Regions from separate parts of the Pan troglodytes genome. Here region 2 is linked to region 1. Evidence: chromatin contacts called from public HiChIP or PLAC-seq data. All regions are on one chromosome and are shown on one strand. Each heading gives the region's core, a stretch centred on a gene start, on an enhancer-like site or on the middle of the called end of the contact. The rest is flanking DNA. Distances are from core to core; before and after follow the strand shown. Region 1 holds the start of VPS45 (vacuolar protein sorting 45 homolog). Region 2 holds the start of MTMR11 (myotubularin related protein 11).

Region 1 (4,662 bases), core at 1,600-4,099:
ATATGAATCAAGAAAGTATAACAGCCGGGCACGGTGGCTCACGCCTGTAATCCCAGCACTTTGGGAGGCCAAGGCGGGCGGATCATGAGGTCAGGAGATCGAGACCATCCTGGCTAACACAGTGAAACCCTGTCTCTACTAAAAATACAAAAGAATTAGCCGGGCGTGGTGGCGGGCACCTGTAGTCCCAGCTACTCGGGAGGCTGAGGCAGGAGAATGGCGTGAACCCGGGAGGCGGAGCTTGCAGTGAGCCGAGATTGCGCCACTGCACTCCAGCCTGGGCGACAGAGCGAGACTCCATCTCAAAAAAAAAAAAAAAAAAAAGTGTAACAAATAAGATTAAAATAGGAAAGGCTTTTTAAAGGAGAGACTCAAGCTAGATTTAGAAGATGATGGATAAAAAGTGACAAATGGCCAAATAACTTTTAATCAGTGGAAGAAAAAAACAAACAAACAAGGAACAGGAATGAGCATGTAGAATTGCTCATTCCAACAGTAGCCTAGCTGGCTATAGAGGAGAAGCAGACCTAGGACATAGGAAGGCTGGATACACATGGGCAGATCAAACCAACAAAGTAGGGCTTTAATTGCTGGGCTAAATATAGATTTAATCATGGAAGTAACATCAAGCCACCACAGGTTCCTGAGCATAAATGTGAATAAAGTGGCAAAGATTCAAGACACTCATAGCTGTATATAAAATTAAGTGTTGATGGTGTTCAATGTGACAGATACGGAGGTTAATCCAGGAATAAAGTAATGTGGGTCTCCGTTAAGAGTAGTTCATTAGTGGCAATGGGAATGGCTGTGAACCTAAAAAACATCTTGAAGGAAGAACTGGCTGTAAGGGGTCAACTGAAATATGGAAACAAAACAAGAAAAATGAAGGTTATAACACTGATGAACCAGGATAATTATGATGCCACAAATTATGATAATACAAATTTATTTTGCCTTCTTAATGCTTTCAGATCAGAGTGTTCTGCATCTGCCTGGGCAGATGGAAGCTCAGTTTATGCAGTACCTTTGTAGGTCGAAGAAAACAAATTGCCTTCAGGTGTTTCATGATCTCTCGATTTTGAGAATCAATGCGTTCAAAGAGGTACACTTCCTTCTGTAGAATCTCCGATTGTGTGTATACCATACTCACTATGCCAGTCTGTAAAAACAAAAGATTAACTAAAAGTATGCTAGTCTAGAATAATAAAAACAAGTAGCACATCTAACCCTCTTTTTTCATTAATACTTAGCTGGATAACTTAAATAGTAATATACGGAAAACATTTACTGAACATCCAAACAGGTAGGTAACATACGAGAATGAAAAATACGCTCTATCCTTTCAGCTGAAGCTTCAAGATTAAAAACAAAAAACATGGTCTCTTTGAACAGGAACAATCCATAAGTTTCCAAAAATATTTTTTTCTATCACCTTAAAGAGTTTTGTTTTCTGGTCTGTGGCCAACAAATAATCTGTCATTTCAGCTTGAGCTCCAACAGCTTTACTTTAAAAACACAATGTTGAGTGGAAACAGTAGGCCCATCCCAAAGTCTTCCAAGTGCTCTGACATATTAATGATTTCTTGGCGGAGACATTTAGAAAAGGATTTCTGATTCCAATAAATTGTTCCGGGTAGAAGTAGTCTCTGGGCAGTGGCTGGAGCCATGTAGACTGAAAACCCACCGGGCAAGCTTTATATAAACAACTTTTCAATTCCACACAAACCGACCCTCATTTTCGTATCTTTAATTAAATGCTAAGTCCTACAGTGGAATGGGACCAGCAATTGTAAGGTTGAGAGGGTTCCTTCACAAATGCTGAGCAAAAGCAAACTCACCGTTTCTTTATCCATGAGAAGTACTTTCATACCAGGCCCGCTGTCCTCTATCATTTTGGAAATGTACTGCTTCACAGCAAAAACCACGTTCATGGCGGCGAATTGACAAGTACCCTACAGCCCTTCCCGCCCCCTTTTCTGGCTAAATTAACCCCCAGTCTGTTGGCCGGGTCTCAGCTGCTTCCTCCCAGCCGGGATTCGGCTTCCGGGAGTCCGGGCAGCCACGGTGCTGGGAGTTGTAGTTCCGCTGGAGTGTACAGGGGACCAAGCCTACCCCGGGGATGGAAAAATCCGGCTGAGACGGCCTGGGCCGCTGCCACGCGCGGGCGCTATTCTCCACCCACCTGCGGCCTGAAGATGCCTGAGGCCCGGACTCTCAGACCCCTATTGCACTTTGGTGCTGGAGGCCCAGCGGCAGCCTGAAGCCCAAGAGAGTGGAGCCTCGCGAAATGAGGAACCTGGCACAAGGTTTGCTTGGAAGCAGGAACGACGGAGTGTGGCTACGTGCCCTATTTGCCATTAACGCTTTCTTGCATGGCAGTGAGAGATGAGGGCACGGGAGGTGGCATAATGCTCCCGGCCGCTTGGGACTCGGAGAGACGGCATTTAATAAATCACACGCGGTATTTGCGAAACAGTGGTCGAGATTCGTCTTCCCGGGTTCATTGCGTCATTAATAGGCGGGAACAGTGCCCCTGTATTGAGGCTGCAGAGGCCCTAATTGGTTTTCCCAAGACAGAGGGGCATATGAGATTGAACAAATATTTGTTGAATGAATGAACAAAGGGAACGCCTTTTAGGGATGTTTCTAGGGGAAAGGCCTGAGGTTCTCCAGGAGGGTCTGCAGCTAGGGTCGGCCGTGGGGGCTCGCAGCCCGCGGGACCACCGGACCTGCAAGCGTCCCCCTGACCCGCCCCCGCCTCGGCGCTCTGAGCAATTGGACTCTGCCAGCTCTAACTCCGGCGGGACTCTGAAACTCAGGCAAGAGCCGAGGTGACTGGGTCCTTTGAAATGGGTAGGGGACACGTATCCGGTAGAACTAAAACTAGCGTGGGGATTTGAAGCCAAAACTCTCAAGTTTTTATTGAATCTTAAAACCATCAACTTCCAAATGTCTGCATTTGTCTTTACACCACACAGGTCTCCCCTCTATCATGGCATTTGTCGAAAAGGAGGGTAGATGTTTGTTTTTCGCACCTTTACTTTGGGGAATTGTAAAATCAGGAAGATAATAAGAAACAATTGTTAGAAATCAGTAACTAAAAATGCTTATGAATATTTCCACCAAAATAATGACCAGTGTTTGTGAGGTCAATAGATTCAGGATTACCAAATAAATTCTTTCATTATATTGTAAGAAGTACACAGTTAAAATAGACCAATAGCACTTTAACATTAATCAGCTTAAGATTATGCAATATTATATATAATTCTCAAATCCCTTAAGGGAGATCAGAAACTACTGAAATATAAGAGATTTTTGTCACCTCTGAAATTGTGAAGAATATATTTTTTTTTCTTTCAGCTTTTCTACCAAGTAAATAAAGCTTCCCTTTAGGCATTTTACTAATTTTTAGATGTGTTTTGAAAGAAAAGTCTTAAGTTATATATTAAAGTGAAAATGTGAATCTTTAAATGGATACAAGAAATGTTATATGAACATTCCATTCTTATCAATTTAAATGTTCGTATCTTACAGAAAACATGGAAACAACGCTAATGAAAATCCTGTAAATCCTGTAAATTACTGATATTTGAAAATTCACTGCCAATCTCCCATGTCACTTGGTTTTTATTTTTCTTACCTGTAATTTAGATTGCAGTATAGAAGATTTTTTCCCCATTTTCTGTGCTTTTTTAAGAAAGAAGGAGATAAAGACTTGTCTGTGAAATTCGTGCCTTTTTAAACAATAGTCAGTCTGTAAGCAATAGATGGAAAGAATCTTTATCCTTTTGATGATTTATACTTGGGCACATAACTTTTTGAGGGACGAGGAAAATACCTACTTGACACTTACTAACTCATTCCGTTTCACATAAAATTTCATTGATGTCAGTGGCAGTGATATTTTATACATTGAGCGATAAGATATGGAACATAAACATTTTGAACAAAATAATTATTACATATTTAAAGGGTGCTGTGACGGTCCTGAAGTTAGACAGCATCCTTCCTTCCTGAAGAAAACCACACAAGCCATTTTAAATGTCTCCAAATTAAGAACTTCTTTTGTATCCCCATACCTCTAAAAATAGAACTGAAACCAATGATAAAATCCAAGCTCTTGCTTTGTGACTCATCCAGTATAAACCCAGAGTTACTTGTTTTGTTGCAGGCAAGTGACAGCAAATCCAGAATATGAAGTGCCTACTTATTTTTAATTTAGGGTATAAATAAACTATAATAACAAGAAATATTTTCAATAGTAAAGACATTAAATTTAAAAAATAAATCATGACATCCTTCAAATATGAATGACTACATTAACTTAAAATCTTCAACTTGAAAAATTTGTTTTCACTGGGTCCAAGAAATCAGTGCTTTAAGGATAGAAAACAGGAAGTCAAAAAATGCAGTATTGGTCAGGCACGTGGCTTACTCCTGTAATCCCAACACTTTGGAAGGCCAAGGCGAGGCCAATCGTTTGAGTCCAGAAGTTCAAGACCAGCTTAGACAATATGATGAAACCCTGTCTGTACAAAAAAATACAAAAAATTAGCTGGGCATGGTGGCCAGCACCTCCAGTCCCAGCTACTTGGGAGGCTGAGATGGGAGGATCACCTGAGCCCAGGAGGTTGAGGTTACAGTGTGCCACTGCACTGC
Region 2 (4,430 bases), core at 1,759-4,258, 130 kb after region 1:
CCACCGTCTCCTGGGTTCAAGTGATTCTCCCGTCTCAGCCTCCCAGGTGGCTAGGATTACAGGCACCCGCAATCATGCCCGGCTAATTTTTGTATTTTAGTAGAGATGGGGTTTCACCATGTCGGCCAGGCTGATCTTGAACTCCTGACCTCAGGTGATCCGCCAGCCTCGGCCTCCCAAAGTGCTGGGATTGATTACAGGCATGAGCCACCGCGACTGGCCTCTGTGTCTTCCTTCTCCAATGAGTCAGTGCCCCAGACATATAGCCACAGGTGAGGAGACAGAATTAGAAGCCCCTTCCCGGCCTGGAATCACCTGCACTCCAGATTTTTCTAATTTCCTTCTTTCCCTCCAGGCCTTTCAACTATAGATCTGGATGAGTCATGCAGGCATTCTGTCTCTTCTACTTTGCAGACAGCCAGTCTGCAAATCACAGGGTATTTTGCCCCCATACATCGGTTGGGTAACAAAATATTACGATGTCCCCATGTAGACTTTGTCTGTGCCATCTCCTGCATTGGCCAAGTGGGTAAGGGGCAGTACAAAAGAGCAACGGAAGCTGGCTGGCAGCAGTTAAGAGGAGTAGGGGTGGGAAGGACCTTGGCCTCTTTCTGTGCTTATAACTGGATCTGTGACTCATCTTGTGAGTCACTCAGCTCCACCTCCCTCCTCCAGCTGCCCCTCCCAGCAGCCTTTACTCCTGGCACAAACCTGCAGCCAGACCAGGATTCTGAAAATGGAAAAATCTGATATAGCCCCTTGCCTCTCCACCCTTCCCTTCATCTAGTACTTCTACTGGGGGTGTGTGGGGTGGTGAGAGGCAGCCTTAACCCTCAGCTCCTGCCCACTCCATTCCTGGTTAAGTATTGATCCAAATCGCCCAATTCTTTTCTCCTCCTGATTTCCCCCCACCCCGCTTTTTTTTTTTTTTTTTTTGGAGACAGAGTTTCGCTCTTGTCGCCCAGGATGGAGTGCAATGGCGCGATCCCAGCTCACTGCAACCTTCGTCTCCTGGGTTCAAGCGATTCTCCTGCCTCAGGCTCAAGCGATTCTCCTGCCTCAGGCTCCCGAGTAGCTGGGATTACAGGAGCCTACCACCATGCCTGGCTAATTTTTGTTTTGTTTTTGTTTTTTTTTTAGTAGAGTCGGGGGTTTCACCATGTTGGCCAGGCTGGTCTTGAATTCCTAACCTCAGGTGATCCACCCACCTCAGCCTTCCAAAGTGCTGGGATTACAGGCATGAGCCACCACACCCCTACCCCCCGATTTTTTTTTTCCGTGTTCCTCCACTGTCTCCACACCTCAAAGTGCTAAAGAATAGAATGAGGCTCTTGAATGAAGGATGGTGGTGAGAAGGAAAGTGGATAATGGGATTTAAAAGTTATGGTACACCTTCCTATGCTTTTTTTTTTTTTTTTTTTTTTTTTGCGATGGAGTCTTGCTCTGTTGCCCAGGCTGGAGCGTAGTCATTAGATCTTGGCTCACTGCAACCTCTGTTTCCTGGGTTCAAGCGATTCTCCTGCCTCAGCCTCCCAAGTAGCTGGGATTATAGGTGTGAGCCACCACGCCTGGCTAATCTTTGTATTTTCAGTAGAGATGGGGCTTCATCATGTTGGCCAGGTGGTCCTGAACTCCTGACCTCAACTAATCTGCCTGCCTTGGCCTTCCAAAATGCTTGGGATTACAGGCGTGAGCCACTGCGCCTGGTCCCTATTTTCTTTTTACAACAGACCTTGGGAAATATTTTCTTCCCCCAAGAGGTTGAGGCCCATGGAATGCATTAGGGGCAGGTGGGGTGGTGGTGCTCTGTAGCCTTTAGGACTTCTAGAATCAGGCTTCTGGGCCACCTTCTTAGCAGGTGTATACCTCTTTGTTCCAGACTGACTTTCTGTCTCACAATATCTTCACTATTTCCACAGTTGCAGCCAAGACAGGAAACTGAAAGCTGAGGCCAGAAGGGTGGTGTACTGGGGGGAGGGGAAAATTGAGTGTCACTTTGGAAAACTGGGGCCCCCATCTAAGGATTGCTGCCTCTGTAGATTCAAAAGCAATAAAACAGCAGCTCATTAACTCTTATTTTGTATTTTATTTTCTGTCTTTTTCATGTCTAAATAAAGATTTTTGCTTTGCTGTCCCCAAGTCCCCCTCCTTTAAAGGAGCTGCAGCTCCTTCTCTCCTTGTTCCCAGCTTTCCTTACCCATCTTTGCTTCTAGGGTTGCAGATGGGAGGGACGGGGGATGGACTGCTGAGCTGAAGAGAGGTTTCCAGCCCTCACCTGTGAAAGTCCTGAACATGAATCATTCATTTGGAGATCTGGTGTCTGGGTTGGAGGGGTGGAGTCACATACGGGAATGGGCACTTATTGCCTATTGGTTGTGTATCTACGTGATGGGCAAGATTAACTGGTAAGATCTTTTTGTCCCACCCACATCCCCAAGACTTGCACACAAACCGTACTTATGTCTGCATCTTGGACACATTTCCATCTCTTTTTATACTTCTCCACTGCAGTCTTCACATGATGTCTGTGTCATGCCCTCTAGAGAAAGATATGCAAAACCACTTTAACCAGTTTCCCTGCTTCCTCACCTAATTCTTGGGCCTCTGCTGACAAAAATCCCCCCAGGTCTAATTTTCATTTTCTTCTGGAAGAGGCGGCAAGGAGGCTTGAACCACTTTCACATTCCTACCCCTCTCCCCGCCCCAAACCCCTTTGAGAAGACAAAAGAACGGAGCTTTTAAGGGAAGTCATCACTGAGACACTCCAGAGAGGTAGCCCAGATGATTCCAGCTTCATAATCAATAGAACTGCTCCCCTCAAACGGTCTCCAGTACTCATGAACAGGAAGAGAACAGGGTCTGGGATTGGGGTAAAGAAGGGAGTCGTTTTTCTCTCAGTCCCCATTTCTTCCCCACCCGTCCGTCTCAGACTCCACCGTTTCCTCTCCACTTTTCCAGAATTGTGTGTATTCTCCTTTAAGGGGCTGGGCATCTCTCCCGCCCTCTCCAGAGTCGACTGAAGTTTCCGAGGAGACTTCTCAGGCTGGGCTGGACACACCTTTCCAAGGACCCCCAAACTCTGCTCCGTGCACGTCAAATGCTCCTTTCTCTTGGGTCCAACCCCCTACCCCTCTCCCTAACACCCCTCTTCTCAAGAAGACTCAGCCTCTCCCCGAGGTGGGTGAGCATCCTTGAGGTTTCCCACCCTTAACTGCTGTGTCCCCGGATGGAGCCAGAGAAATGTGGTGGGGGGGCCGGGGCCAGAGTTTCAACATTGCCCCCCAGAAGGAGGAGCCAGAGATGGGGGTAAGGAGAAGGAATTTGGGGGGGTGTCGGCAAGAGGGTGAGAACGGGGATGAGGTGGAGATAAAAGGGGGAAGCAAAGGCTCTAGAGGAGGAGGAGGAGGAGGGTGTGTCTGTCTATCAGCTTCTGCTGATGGAGCCTGGTCTGTCTTTCTCAGTCTCAAGTTCGTTGTCTCATTATCCATTAACCAGCCCCTCCCTTTACTGTCTACCAGCCCTGGTAGGTCTGGAGCTCCCCACAGACACTGATCTCAGTTTCCCCCGAGAGTGAGAGTGTAGGCCTCTACAGGCAGCTGCCTTTGGGGAGGTGGGGAGCCTAGGGGTTAACTCTAGACCCCCCTCAACTCTCTGGACCAAAGTCTGTCCAGGAAAACAGGATGCCGGAGCCCAGGAGTCGTCAGCCTAGCAGTTGCCTGGCCTCCAGATGCCTCCCAGGTAATAATGCCCTATTACTCTCCAAAGACTCTTCCAAATTTCATCCTACGCCAATCTTGTTTCATGCCCTCACCAAAGATACCCCTGTGTTCCTCTCGTGGCTCGAAGTACTTCTGCCTGAGGCTCGCTGTCCTCCCTGACAGCCTCTAGAGCTGGCTGAGAGCTGGACCTTGACATTCCTTCTGTTTCCTTGACCCTGTTACCCCTTTTCAAATTTACTTATTCAATACATAGTTAGTGCCTGCTATGTGCCAGGCCTTGTTCTAGGCTCTGTTCTAGTTACAGAAATTAAAAAACATTTATCTTTCCTCATAAGCTTACATTGTAGTGGGCTTTGGGGAGGATTTTAATCTTCCCTATTTAGATCTCCCTTTCTTGGAGGGGTGGGTGTATCCAAGTGTGGGCAACACTGGGAACAGTCATAACAGGGCTTCCCTTCTTCCCCTTTAGGGGAGCAGATCCTAGCATGGGCCCCAGGGGTGAGGAAGGGCCTGGAACCAGAATTGTCTGGAACCCTGATCTGTACCAACTTTAGGGTCACCTTCCAGCCCTGTGGATGGCAGTGGAATCAGGTGAGATGGTTGGGGCCACAGAAATGACAGCTAGTGGGAAATGGGTAGGGGAGTCTAGCAGGATTTAGACAAACATTATGGGTTAAGGGCTGTCTTTTGAATGTATCATTGATAATCAGT

What was found. HiChIP or PLAC-seq counts read pairs in DNA pulled down with a chosen protein or histone mark.
Region 2: an H3K4me3 HiChIP or PLAC-seq map of stem cell-derived excitatory neurons shows a contact between it and region 1, with 3 times the contacts expected there. The contact joins the promoter of MTMR11 here to the promoter of VPS45 in region 1. A contact is called at or near these places in 1 of 7 Hi-C or Micro-C datasets (induced pluripotent stem cells) and 1 of 1 datasets of contacts at active chromatin or transcription factors (stem cell-derived excitatory neurons).

What each region holds. Positions count from the first base shown.
Region 1 is chr1:99,152,111-99,156,772 of NHGRI_mPanTro3-v2.0_pri, forward strand. VPS45 (vacuolar protein sorting 45 homolog) reads right to left here and starts at 2,850. Exons shown (of 14, transcript XR_010158454.1): 1 at 1,839-2,850; 2 at 1,025-1,159. It overlaps LOC129137599 (a long non-coding RNA gene), which reads left to right and starts at 2,748. Exons shown (of 3, transcript XR_008540296.2): 1 at 2,748-2,831.
Region 2 is chr1:99,282,512-99,286,941 of NHGRI_mPanTro3-v2.0_pri, forward strand. MTMR11 (myotubularin related protein 11) reads left to right here and starts at 3,009. Exons shown (of 17, transcript XM_054670302.2): 1 at 3,009-3,306; 2 at 3,663-3,738; 3 at 4,189-4,310. The coding sequence starts at 3,241. OTUD7B (OTU deubiquitinase 7B) reads left to right here. Exons shown (of 12, transcript XM_016926178.4): 12 at 1-2,134.